Linked DNA regions of Mus musculus: region 2 is linked to region 1. Evidence: chromatin contacts called from public Micro-C data. All regions are on one chromosome and are shown on one strand. Each heading gives the region's core, a stretch centred on a gene start, on an enhancer-like site or on the middle of the called end of the contact. The rest is flanking DNA. Distances are from core to core; before and after follow the strand shown. Region 1 holds the start of Ccnj (cyclin J). Region 2 overlaps Blnk (B cell linker).

The links. A called contact is a pair of places that touch in the nucleus more often than the background predicts.
Region 2: a contact with region 1 is called in a Micro-C map of embryonic stem cells, with 2.4 times the contacts expected there. The contact joins the enhancer-like site here to the promoter of Ccnj in region 1. A contact is called at or near these places in 4 of 39 promoter capture datasets (the C10 cell line, the HPC-7 cell line and pre-B cells), 2 of 484 Hi-C or Micro-C datasets (embryonic stem cells and pre-B cells) and 2 of 115 datasets of contacts at active chromatin or transcription factors (embryonic stem cells and large pre-B cells).

What each region holds. Positions count from the first base shown.
Region 1 is chr19:40,828,467-40,835,362 of GRCm38.p6, forward strand. Ccnj (cyclin J) reads left to right here and starts at 2,813. Exons shown (of 6, transcript NM_172839.4): 1 at 2,813-2,976; 2 at 3,513-3,622. The coding sequence starts at 3,554. It overlaps Cc2d2b (coiled-coil and C2 domain containing 2B), which reads left to right. Exons shown (of 35, transcript NM_001376940.1): 35 at 1-1,312.
Region 2 is chr19:40,932,299-40,939,194 of GRCm38.p6, forward strand. It overlaps Blnk (B cell linker), which reads right to left. Exons shown (of 17, transcript NM_008528.5): 14 at 5,353-5,429; 15 at 3,975-4,058; 16 at 2,129-2,284. Among named protein-coding and RNA genes, the nearest start is that of Zfp518a, 41 kb to the left of the region's middle. Within about 2 kb of position 3,858, at least 36 of the 459 cell types and tissues checked have an H3K27ac peak or open chromatin away from gene starts, as enhancers often do. A contact at or near this core is called in the HPC-7 cell line and embryonic stem cells, where this site is marked.

The DNA.
Region 1 (6,896 bases), core at 1,563-4,062:
CTGATCAAGTTCATTACAGGTGCAATCTACCCTTTCTCAACTGCTCCAAGTGCCAAGTGTCAAATATTTTAAAGAAGGATGGCAGGTGTCGTGGCAATAAGAGCAGTTAATGGGCTTATCCAAACTAAGTGGGAGACGATGGTGTTGTAGGCAAAGACACTGGGTGTGAATGTGTTTGCGGTGACGTAAACAGTGCCACAGTGTAAAGTTGTACCAAGGAAACAAATCAAGAACAGGGTCCGGGGCTTCTGGCTCCTAGTGAGTGTTCCGTATCCAAAGGAATTTGATAGAGCCTGAGAAGAGCCCCGGATGTCCCATTGCAGAACGATCCCTAGACTAGGATGTATGGCAAAAACGAGGTGTACAGTAGACCTCGGAATAAGCTACCATTTTACATAAAACGAGGCAAGTGGGCTGTATGTGTGTGCTGCTATAAAGACCTGCATACTTCTGAGAAGATACAACAAAAGACACAGCAGTAGTGGTGCCTCTGGGAAAAGGCCACCTCTGGAAGAAGTGGAGAAAGGAGTCTGCCAGTTAGTATGCATAGTTTTATATTGGTTTTATGGTTTTTTTGTTTTGGTTTGGTTTGGGTTTTTTTTTTTTTTTTTTTTTTTTTTTTTTGCCTTTTGCTTGCATTTATTTTAAAGTGTTTTCTTTTTGACAAAAAGCAATGGCTTTCTTTTCTTTTTTAACTTTTAAATACATTCTGTGTATTTGGTTTACAGTGTTTTGGTTTTTGTGGTACAGTAGCTTGAAGCCAGGGACTCGGGTACGTTGGGCAAGCCCTGTACTGCTCATCCCCCTCCCCCAGTTCTCAGCGCACAGCGTCTGATGAACACGTGCATTGAGTACAGAGAGCTTCATGAAGAATTCTCTCCCCTGCGTGCTCCGATGTTAGTGTCTTGGCTGCCAGAGCGTGGTGGCTTCCGACTGCCGGAAGTGCCCGCAGTCCCAAAAGCCTTCCAGAGAATCAGCTCCCACCCTCATCTCTTGCAACCCAACTCGAGGTTCCATTCTCTGTTGTGCGGGTGCCTTGCCCGGTTCGCTCTGAAACCTTTGCTAGTGTCTTTTGAAGTTTGGATTATCTTTACTGAAGTGGAAAACTGCCCTCTACTTTCCTTCCAAAATGGAACCCTGTCGTGTTTACTGTCCCCTCTGCTGGCATGCCCATCCACCATCTAGATAGCCAGTCGCTTCCCCTCAGGCCTTTGCATGGCTTCCCTATCATAAAACGTCGGCCTATCCACCTATCTAGCCTTTCACTTTGTTTGCCTTACAGCACTTGTTACCGTGTGGTATGGATTTATCTTTCATTTATTATGACTTTTCTCTTCCCAGTAGAATGTAAACTGTGGGAACACAGAGTTGAAGTGCCTTCTGCCCAGCTCACTCTAAAGGGATGAAAAAAATAGTAAGACCGAAATTCCTTTTAGGAATGTAGACTCTAGAGAGACCACCAGAGACATACACAGGCATGAACAAGGATGAATACTGGCATCTTATAAAGAGCCATCTAAGTCTAGAATAATACATGATTTCTGAACCGGTCTCTCCCGGCAAACAACGTGTTCAAAGTAGACTGTAGGACAACCTGCTTATTACAGGATCGCATAGGCAATTATAGTCTGTGACCCACTTTTCTGAAAAGGTTCTTAAGAAAGGCCTGGACCCTAAATCATTTGGAAGCCAAAAGCTGCTTAGTAGTCGTGAATTGGAAACTGAGTACTACTTAAATACCATAAATGACATGGAAATTTTAGCCAGATAACGTCCTTTCCCTCTACTAGTAGTCTCTTCCCGAAATGCACCGGGCTAGGCTGGGTTCTGCCAATTTTCACGTGCATGCTTCCAGTTTCTTCCCATCATTTCCTGAACCCCTGCTCTCCCCAGGCATTGTATAACACTGTCACACAGGGGTCTGCAGCAGCCCTTCCGGGATGGATGCAAATACCAGGGTGATAAGCCATGCTCCCGAAGTGTGCACTCATCCTTTTCTGTACTAGCCCTTTGTCACTCTTCCTCTTTCTAAACAAAATATTCAAAGTAAGGGGTGAGGTCTCATGATTTATGTTTAAATATTGAAGGAAGTCGCTTTACAGTCTCTGGAAAATTGAGGGAACCCATCTACTTCTTTTGGGGTGGTCCTCCAGACACTCTCAAATACAACTGATGGGGTTTCTGTTACATTTCCAGCCCCAGCCAATCGCCTCAATTGACGCTGGAGTGTTCCCACCGTTTAGGGTCTCTTCCTTGACCACCACAGATGGTCAATTACATCCATTATGGATCTGACAAGCCAGGTTGCTAAAGATGTCAATTCCAGTCGCAACTCGCGCGAATCGCCGAAGTGAAAGCAACAAGAAGAGCTGAGTTAGAAGAGCTAAAAGGAGTACTGGGTTTAGAGGGGAGACTGGAGCAGAACTCGACAACCAAAGCGCCTTAGGGACTGGTAAGAGCTAAAGCCCATTCGGAAGGCTTAGGGTAGGGGGAGGATCCCGGAGAGCAGCCCCTCGGAAGTGAGACAGCGGGCCAGATCCGCGCTGCCAAGTTTTAATCCCGGGGCTGAGACATCGCATCTTTCTTTGCCAGCACCCGGGACCCATCAAAGATTCTCTGCAGGTGAGCGGCCCTCGGGCGCCGACAGACCGCGGAGGCTGCAGAGCGAGACCGCCCGGCACCGGGCAGGGGCCCGGGAGACGGAGTAGCACCTGGCTCGGCCCGGCCGCCGATTGGACGGCGAGGCGCGACCCCGCTGTATCGCGAGAGCCGATTGGCAGCGCGGGGCGGCCCGTGCCCCGGCGCTGGCTTTGTACGGCGAGCCGCCTGCCGGTCCTTTAACAATGGGCGGCGCGAGCGCCCGGGTGCTGGGCCCTAGCTGAGGCGGGGGCTTCGCGGCCGACGGTCCGCGGCATGAACGCTGCCGGCGCCCCGTGCACGCCGGCCGGGCTGGGGCTCTGAGGGCCGCGGTTCCGGGTAAGAAACCGCGTGGGCCGGGCAGGCCTGCGGGAGCGCAGCGAGGCGAGGGGAAGCGAGGCGCGGAGCACGGCCGCCCGCCCGGCCTTTTGTTTGCCGCTCCGGGTCCGCGCTGCGGCGGGCGCACCGCAGACCCCCAGGGTGGTGGAGCGTGCGGGGCTGTCGGCGCGGACCTGGTGTCGCGCGCTGGTCACTCTCCATTCCGGCGACGTTCTGACAATGTCAGGGCTCCCGCGCCTAAGTGCAGGCGGCTGAGGTCGAACCCAGAACTCGGAGAGCCCGAGGTGGGCCGTCCCGCCCGGAGCTTTCAGAGCTCGCACCTTTCTGCAGTTCTTGCAGCGGGCGATTGCAGACGACTGGGTAGATCAGGCCTTGCTGGCGTTGGAAGATGGCTCGGGGTCGGGTCAGGTGAAGAGGAGCAGCCGCACGGGGTGACCTGAGATCGCATCCCTGGAGGAGGGGGCGCGGAGGATCGCGGGGGGACTGGGGGGGGGGGGAGTTGCTGGCCGTGACCGCGTCTGGGGCGTGTCTTCCAGACTGAAGTTGCGGCGTCTGGCCGGGCGCACCTCCGGCTTCCATGGAGCTGGAGGGGCAGTGGTGGCGAGGACAGCTGGCTGCGGATATTCACCAGGCGCTTCGGTACAAGGTAACTCCCGAGACCCGACTTTCCCCATCCCGGCTCTTGTGCTTCCTGGAAAGGCCAGTCAGGTTCTTTACTCTCTACCTTCCAGGCCAGAGAAGGCGAGTTTGCTCATTTGTCAAAGTTAATTAACTTCTTCCTTCCCTGGGCTGCATCCGAAGAACCTGTAAATGTGGAGAAGACTGGGGCGTGGTAGTTGGGAGAAGGAAGGTGGATGGTGTTCCGATGTTGCCAGGTCGACCATGGGTGTGTGTGTGTGTGTGTGTGTCTGTCTGTCTGTCTGTCTGTGTCTGTGTGTGAGTGAACAGCCCTCCTTGTTTCGTACATGCTGTTGCATGAAGCTGGTGTAAGCCCTGTACATAACTCAGTTCTCCAACCTTTCCCCAAACCTGCTCTGAGACTTCGGACAACTTAATTTTCTCTTTCTCAGTTTCCTCGTCTGTAAAAGGAGAAATAACAACGACAGAACGTCCTTATGGGGTGATTGTGAAATCTGTTAAGTATGTACTGTGCAGGAACTTAGAACAGTGTAAGAGCTATGTGATAACTTACTGTTCCTTGGTCCTTCAAATCCAGGCTATACAAAAAGCCTTAAGGTGGAGGGAGCTATTCCTTGGTAATGTCAAGTGTAGAAAATAGACACAATGTTCTTAATAGTCATGGGGGGGGGGGAACCTACTCCTTTTGGACCAAAGCCTGGGTATTCTAACTAATGATTATAGGATGGATGTTATAAGTCAGATATATGCGATAGCCCTGCTTCTCTGACAGCCAGAGGGAAGACCCAGAATGATCAACTTAACTCAGTTTCACCTTGGATGAAAACTGGGAAAGGATCGAAACAGCTGACTCTTTAATAAGATCCTGTAGCTTGAGCCTTAGGGATTTTTCAATGATAATAGGTTTATATCTGGTGTATATGACCAAATTAAGCAGATTAGGACATGGAATCTTGGCTTAAGTTGTTAAAATTGCACCCCCAGCTTGAAATTTCCAAAAGTTCTTTAATAGTCCTGGCATTCAGTCTCTTACTCTGAGTACATCCCAGACCCCTATGAGATTGCTCTACATAAATGTTCCAACTACGGAAAGGTTCTTTGGAATGTTAGAGGGAAAAGTCCCAATTCACTTTGAATTTTGGGGAGGTATATTTGGATTTTTCTAAGTGTCAGTCTTTTTATCTTTCTAGTGTGTAGCAAAACTAGTTACTTGGTTTAAATGGTAATGGTACTTTGAGTGTGGGGGTGGGGCTGACAGTTTAAAGATTTTTTTTTCATGATGATCCCTGTGACTTTTAGTTCTAATACTTCATATGTAGGTAGTTTTAATCATAAAGAATTGACTGAATTAGTTTTACAGGTGATCTTAGACGTAGAATTTTCTTTCTTTCTTAAGTTAGAGTTTGTTGGCATGCTTATGTAGTCTCTGAAGGAGTTAGGGAATAAGGCAGCCCTGTAGTCAGGTGGATGTTGGGGATTACTTCTGAAGCCTGTCTCAGGCCACCTGTTGCAAACTACTTGGGGTTGCCTTTATGTTGTCTTTAAGCTCTCTGTAGACGACGGTCCTGATGTCTGGCAATAGTAACATAGAGGATTTACATTAATGTGTAGGACTTGAACTTTACAGCTGGAGAGATCACTATTTGTAGTGCACTGGAGTCAAGGAAGTTAAATAAACTTTTCTCATTAAAGATGCTAAAGTCAGCTATTAATCGGTGGTTTGATCCTTTGCTTGTGCAGCCTGCTTAGTACTTAGCATATTGGAGGTGTTAGAGCAGTAACTAGTGTGACCAGCGTGGTCCTTGCCGCCAACAATCTGTTTTATAAGTTGAAGGCATCTCCCCAGGGCAGTTACCCTTCATCGGCTGTGAACGATGGTCTAAGTTTAAACCCACCAGATTTTAAAGAGATAATTGATGTGACCAACATTGTGTTGACTGGGAAGAAGTGAAGAATAATGAATGCCAACTGGGCTACTTTTGTAAATATGGTTTCCCACTCAAAAAGACTTTAAGCGCCTATCTTCTTATCAGTCTGCCCCATGTTCCAGTCCTGTAACTCTCGGGAAAGTATTGAGGAGCTTCAGAGACAAATGGGAACAATCATAGTTCTGTGCGAAACATAAGAAAATATCGGTCCGAGGAGTTAGTTGTAGTTACACTTGGTAGCTTCCTGTAGGCCTTTATTTCCAAACTGGCTAGAGAGGAGACTTTAGGTGGTACGTTTGGCTTCCCTGAACTTTGGTCCTCCAAATTCCTGACCTGATCCTCTGGAACAAGGGTGTTCCATTCTAAGGCACAGAGAAAGATAGCGGAAGAAAGTCGTAGCTGAGAAACGGGTAGTTTCTTTTCCATGCCTGCGCAAAGACAACAGGGTCTGACAGTGTTCTCATCAGCACTTGTACTTTCCCACTGAAGAAGACAAGTGACCTGTGTTGTTCATGTTAGTTTAACTCTTCTGCGGAGCCTGGGGACGTAGCTCAACAGGTAGAGGTACTTGTGATCCGAGCTTTACCCCTGAGTTCACTTAAAGATGGAAGGAAAAAAACCATCTCTCCATGTGTACAGCATGGCATTGTGCCTACCCACAAATACCATGACTCACACAGCATTAACAGCGAGTAAGAATAAAATCTCCCTGATGGCCCTGGGTTCCAGGCTGGCTTTACAACTGTTGGTAAAATTAACATAGTTAAAAGTAAAGCCCACCAATATTTTCTAGATAGGACCGCCAGTTTGTCTTTTAAGGTATATTCAGGCCTCTTTTTCTGGAACTCCCTCTCCCTGTGGCCAAGCTAGGTCATCTTTGGTGTTCTCGACAGCGTATTTTATGATCTCTGCATCCCAATTCTTTTGAGTTTCAGCTTTCTAAACTAAAACTAAGTGTTCGTTGTGGAACTTCCCAGTTCTCAGGTACCTAGCCCAGGAACCACTTTGAGCCTCTATGACTTTGATCAAATACTTCGTGTAAGTGGGATTATATTAACATAATAATTGTCCTTTTGTGTGACTAGTGTATGATCTCCCAAGTTCACCCTTGCAGCATATGTCACAGTTTCCTTTTGAAAGCCGAACAGTGTGTGTGTGCGCGCACACACATCTGCTCATCCGCGTTTGGGTTGCTAGTTTTGCTTTTTTTGCTCATTGTGGTAATGGTGTTATGGACATGGGTGTGCAAATGCCTACCTATCTCCCTGCTTTCAAATACGTGGGATATATAATTAAAAGTGGAAATGTGGCATCCTGGGGCAAGTGTTTTGAAAACTACCGGACTGTTGCCTC
Region 2 (6,896 bases), core at 2,608-5,107, 100 kb after region 1:
CAGGTGGCCAAATTATAAGTTTGACTTCCTCTATTCCTATAAGGACATGCCCAGCAAGAACCTTGGAATTCCTCTTCCTGCAAAATGAAGCATTCCCAACAACCAATAACGTCCTGAAATTATCCTGAAAGCCCCCTACCCACTTCCCAAGATTTAAATATTGTTACCCCTAATAAAGGGGAGCTGTTTTACTGAGTCTCAGAGAAGGCTGTTTCTCTCCAGATAAGCTTCAAGACCTTTGCGCAAAGATGCCTGAATACCCTGAGGGCAGAAGCAGAACCTGCGAGCAGCAAGCCAAGCTAAGTGCACTAGGAAACTAAAGGGCTGAGACATAAACTAGAACGGTTATTTAATGTTATTTAATGACAATGATTTAAGCGGCAATGCAATTCTGCACTTGATTAGTGTTCTCAGACAACTCGGGAAAGAGTTCTCTTTTCTAATCACCTGAGACTTTATTTAAAGCCTCAAGCTATAAAAACCCTTGCAGGAAACACAGAGGGAAAATGTTATGCCACTGGATTTGGTGATGACTTTCTGGATGTGACAAAAGAACACAGGCACCAAAGCCAAGTTACATAAATGAGGGTACATAAAATTCAATCTGTTTGTCTGTCAGAGAACAAAATCAACAGCTAAAAGGTAAAGCAAGTAACGAGGGGAGTGTGCCCCTATGTTCCCAAACTCAGAGCCGGCCGTGGCGGCACATGACCTTAATACCAGAAAGGCAGAGGCAAACTGGACAGCAAAAACAGGAATACTTGATTGGAATGTGTGCAAAGGAGTGAGATAAACATTTCTGTTAAAATGATGTATAAGTGACCGATCAACATATAAAAAGATGCCGAGCAATACTAATCATCAGAGGAATTTGAATGAGGTACTATGGCACATCCATTAAGATGGTTGCTATAATAAACAACTCAGAAATAATAAGTAACCAGTACTGGGGGGTAGGGGATGTTGTTGAGTGCTCATATATTGTTGGTGGGGTTGTATAATGATGCTGCATGCCCCTCTGTAACCTAAACATAACCAAGAGGTCTACGATAGTATTTTGATCTGTGTGTCTTAACCACATTTTTGTTTTTGAAAGCAAAATATCTTGCCTATAACTATTCAACTAACAGTTGAATTCATTCATGCAGCATCGACTAAAGTAAGCCATTGTACTCCAGGTCTGGAAAGGCACAGTGAATACGACATAGCCAGTGCCTCAGAACTGGAAAAAAACAGATGCATCAGTAATTATGATTTTTTTTTTAAACAATGCTGGATTTGGAAAAAGGTCTGTCTCCTTTTGAAAATACCTTTTTACGCCAGGCAGTGGTGGTGAATGCCTTTAATCCCAGCACTCAGGAGGCAGAGGCAGGCGGATTTCTGAGTTCGAGGCCAGCCTGGTCTACAGAGTGAGTTCCAGGACAGCCAGGGCTACACAGAATAACCCTGTCTAGAAAAAACAAAAACAAAAACAAAAGAAAGAATGCCGGGCGGACATAGCCTGTATGTAATTCTAGAATTCAGAAGACAGACCCAGGGGACACCTGGAACAAGAGGCTTGCTAGAGTAGCCATATCCAATCAAAAGACCCTTCTTTAAGAAATAAGGTGAAGAACAATCAAGAAACACTTCTAAATATTAGCCTTGGGCCTTCATAGAACCCCTGCGACACATGCACACCATATACACAGACATATGTAATTTAAAAGTTAAACAAAAATACTAGCATAGGCATCACATTTTCTTCCGACTTCCCACAGGATATACTACTACACAATGTGCATCATATACTATATTAAATAGTATATCAAATCATGATATTTCACCTTATTTCCTACTTATGACATATATAACAACCCTAAGACCAAGTACTTTCTCACTTTTTTCCTTTATCTCTGGCACCTAAAAGAGCAATGTGCCGCTGTGTTCAACACATAGATATAGAGCTGAGCTGAAGAGAAGTTACCAGCCAGCCGCAGTGATACTTTCCCGAAATCCTATACTCAGGAGGATTACGAGTTCAAGGCCAGCCTGGACTAGGGAGTGTTGTTAGGCCCACCTAGGCTACATATTATGCCCGTGTCTCAAAATAAGGAAATAAAGAAACAGAGAAATAGCGGCTACTAACCTCTTCACCATTTTTCTTCTTTCCCAAAGCATACTGTTTGGTTGCTTCAATAAACCGTACAGGAATATTATACACTCGCTTGTTAAAGAACGCAACTAGGGTGTACGGCTGCTTGGAATCATGGCCAGAGCTCTTCCGAATAAGAAACGATCCATCCTGTTTAGGCAGAATGATAGTATTAGTTATAGTTCCTTAAGCTAGATTCAGTTTGTGAAGAGTATTTTATCACTTTCAGATAGTATTTAGCTCCATGGTTTTGTTCTTGATTAGAATTTGTTGTATTATTTTCCATGAATAATACTGTTTATTAAAACGGATACTCAGACAAACTTGAGTGAAGCCAGTACTAGCATGTAATGTGCCGACTGAGGCATTGTGCTTGCTGGGATTTAGAAACATAAAAGGACACGGTAAGATCACTGACGAGAGTCTTTCGAGTTAGAGCCCATGTTTATAAGTTCCTTAAGTAAAAATCTAGACAGTAGGAAGGCAGAGGCTGGAAATTCAAGCTTTTAGCTTAAGAAAACGTTCCCCTCAATAGATTTATTTTAAGGTAGAAAAACTATTTAAAAAATTCAACGTGTATTAAATATTTTATTAAAATAGCTTAGAATCATACATTTAAAAAATTATAGCAAAACATGACCTAAAAGATAGGAAGAAGAAATGCAAAACTGGTGTTCAGCCTTAGGAAGGAATTTGAAAAGACAAAAAAGACCTATTATTTATTCCTCAGAAACAAAGGAATAAAATTTACGAGGTTTCCATAGACTAAGTAAGGTCTAATAGATTTCATGTGTGACCCAAAGTAAGCCAACGGAGACAGCCACAGCGTTTAAAAATGGACTGCAGTGTCGTGGGCCAGACTGTGATGACCACCCAAGAGTCACAGAGGCCTGAGGACAACAACTCTGAAAACCTTGCGGCTGACTGTCCTGGCTCCAAAGGCGGCGGACGGAGTCAACCAAGGCTCACCGTAACAGTGACAGCAAAGCTGGAACCTCACCGACCTCTGGGAAGCCCTGACCATTTAAGCACAAGCCCGATAGCCCTTCCCTGGGGGACTAGCTAAGGAGGTCGACAGGGGTTGGTTCAAAACACAAGCCTCTAGGATTGTGAGTCATAAGAAAGTAAGGATGTGATTGGCCCATTCAAACAGGTTGTTATTGCTCCAAAACACACCCTCTCCCCAACCCAGTCTCTCTCTAGGGCCACCTTTCCTGCACTGGGCCCCATACAAGGGAGATCTACTTTTTCCCTAACCAGAATGAGCTGGACAAGAAAGAAGCAAAAACCGAGGAAAACTTTAACTTGTTGGAGGCAGCCTTAGAAGGCCTTCTGATCTACCGACGATTTCCGTCTAGGCAGAGCAAAAAACCCTCAGCAGCTGATTGGTGACATTTTCCCAGGGATTTGAGGGTTTTTTGTTTGCTTGTTTTTGTTTTGTTTTTTAAATGGGAGAACAGAGGAAGTGAAAAGGAAACTTTAATCTTCCACTGTCCCATCTGTCCCCAGTGTTGAGCTCTCAAAAAAATGTTTCTAGGTCTATCTTCTGCCTTTATCTATATCCTAAGTCCCGTGAGTTGGTTCAAAATAGCCTGTCCTCTCTTCCCTTGCTCCTCAGAGCCTGGGCTCCGGCTGCATCAGGTCTCCCCAGACCTCCCTGCCTCCTACTTCTCTCTATTGTTTGAGGGTAGTGGGCCCCCTGGAGCCTTGAATTGAAAGACAAACAGGAAGGAGATGAAAGAACAAAGCAGCAGGTGCTCTGAAGGCCAAGTACCCGGAACTTGCCCCTGCCCCTAACCCATGCAACTACTAGTTGGCTTAAGTTTTTAGGTGTCCCAACCTTGTTGGATCTGTGCAAGGCCTCTTCAGCAGACTTGCGGTCACAGGCGCCAGCATACCAGGGCTTACCGAGCAGTTCAGCCTCCTGGGAGACAGAAGCATTGTGAAACAGGAGATGGTTCTCAAAGGAAATGAAAATTTAACCTATGTGCTTAAGTGGCCCATTTTGCAAAACCAAAGACGGGAACAATAATCAACATCTTTACCAGTAATGTCAAAATGAGTTTGTTTCGCGCTTCCTTTGAACAACCACAGAGATTATGTGGCTAGCTAGCTCATTCCCATTTGGCCTTAAGCTGTAAATTTAGTCTTAAAACATAAATGGACCTCACTAGATTCCTGAAGCATTTTTCTCCTGAATGAATTATTTACTCTTTTTTTTATTGTGCTAATATTCTCTTTAAAATTTTTTATTTATTTTTATTTTATGTGTATTGGTGTTTTGCCTGCATGTATGTATCAGTGTGGTTGTTTGATCCTGGAGTTACAGTTGTAAGCTGCCATGTAGGTGCTGGGAATTGAACCTGGGTCCTCTAGAAGCGCAGTCAGTGCCCTTAACTGCCGAGCCATCTTCCCAACCGTGTTTTTATTTATTCTTGATGCTTCATAGAGTGCTTCATCATGTCAGTGTGTGTGTGTTTATATGTGCATGGGAGTGGGTGCACCCGTGCACACAAGCACATGTGCAAGTGTGCCACATATCATCACTAGATGCTGCTTCCTCGGGCGCTGTCCTCCTTGCGTTTGAATGAGCATCACTCACTGGGATGGAGCTCAAGGACTAAGCTAGGCTGGCTGCCAGCCCACCCTGGGGATCTCCTGTTTCTGTCTCTCCCGGCTGGGATTAGAAGTACACAGATAGCATCTCACTCCTTTTTTTATTTCATTTTCTTCTATTCTATTTTTTGGGGGGTGGAAATCGGATTCAAATCCTCAATGCAACTTGTTCACGTGTCACCTTCAAGGGCACACAGTGTCCTTTCTGTCTCTTTATGCTGTTCCGTTTGATAGAGGCTTTAACATCCTAAGCCTCCACAGGTCTATTCTGAGGAAATTATAAAGTTTAAATAAATGTGAGAGGACTAACAACAAAAACAACACATTCCCTCATTGTTTTAAAGAAACACTGTTATTTGGGGCGCCTGGAATAGAAACAAGAATAAATGGGGCGAGGTCTCTCTTAGTCACTGAAACAAACAAACAAACAAACAAACAAACACAACAAAACAAAAAAACACAGGACATTCTGCATCCATCGGACCAACTCAGTTAAAATCCAGACTCCATCCTGAGCCATACTCCAAGCTGTCTTCTCAGAAGACATGCCCTTTCCTGAAATCCACTGGAAATAATCCACCGATGTCAAGCTCATGCCCTACCTGGTCTGCAAACGTCGAATTAAATGGGAAGCTGTGGAACGGTCCATCTGCAGCTGGGCTCCCCGCTTCTGGGAACCCTGGAAGAGATTTGAAAACTCCATGAATCTTCAGTCGTTTCTGTGCAGGTACAGTGCCTCACTACTGCAGGAGCTCTCAGGGCCACACACAGAGCTGAAAACTCCTCAGGACTGCTCAGAGCGGGGCTTCAGGACCCCTTTAAATCCTCAAGATCCTTCCAGATGTTTGAGAGGTCTTTGTTGTTGGCAAATCTCATCTTTGAAAAGCCTAAGTTTTCCTCACCTATTGCAACAAGCATAGCAATAGACTGTTGGCTCCAGAATTTAAAAATTCTGCCAAGGTGGACCTGGCAATGCAGTCTGTAATATTAGTTACTAGGAAACTGAGGCAGGGGGAGCCCAAGTTCAAGGCCAGCCTGGGCTACACAGTGAGACCCTGTCTTAGGAGTAAGTAAAATTTGTAAAATGTAATCCAGTGCCGCTCTATAGACACACACACAAGCACACACATGTTATATTTAGTTTGGAATAGTTTTCATAAAAATATTTATGTTAGTGTCTAATGAGTCCAATGTAATTTTCAAATGGGTTATTTAATAGTTTTATTTTTTAAGCTTTAATAATGAGAAGCAGTCTCTTCGTGCTCCATTGTGAGACTTATCCAACGCATAAAACAAGGAAGTAGTCAATCCACATATCCATGGCTCTAACTTACAGCTTTGAAAATGACCTATTTGCTAACTTTGTTATATTTTTGTCATTAAATTAATTAATTATTTTTATTTTATTATGCAGGGTAATTTTCACGAACACATATAAAGGATTTTGACATGTCTCCTCCATTTCCTTTCACTGACAGCTTTAGTTTGTAACGTATTTATTATTAATAAAAGAAATGTTTAAACAAAAGGTATTTTTGACTCACCAGGGAATTTTAAAAGTATTGAAAGTGGTTTCAAAGGGAAAATGTTTGAGAATCCTTGCATTAAAGCAAAAACTCCCTCAAGTTTACAGTCTGACTAATAGAAACACAAGAAATAGAGAAAACACTGTTTCTCTCTGTCGTCTCTCTGCCTGATGTGGATCTAGTCATTGGGATATATATATGAGACAACAAAATGTTTTGCCTTCCTGGGAGTTGACTTTTAAAGGGCTGAGCAATCAAGGCATAAGCGACTTTACCCACATAGCATCAAGTGTCTTGGAGTAGGAGCTGTTGCCTTGTTGGAGTGTGTATGGCCTCGTTGGGGTGTGTGTGGCTTTGTTGAAGGAAGTGTGTTTGTAAGGTCATGTTTATCTTGAGAAAATTATACAGTTAATTAACATGTTCTCATTTTAGGGCTTATTTTATAGACATATGTAAAGGTCATTAAAACACATTTCAGATTTATATAAAATACCTATCGCCGATTGAGAATCTTCTAGATGCCAAGCACTGTTCTGGTTATTTTAATCTGAGTTTTGAAAATAGCTGTACTGTATTTTTTTTTTAATGATGCTGACTGATAAGTAAATATTCAACCAATA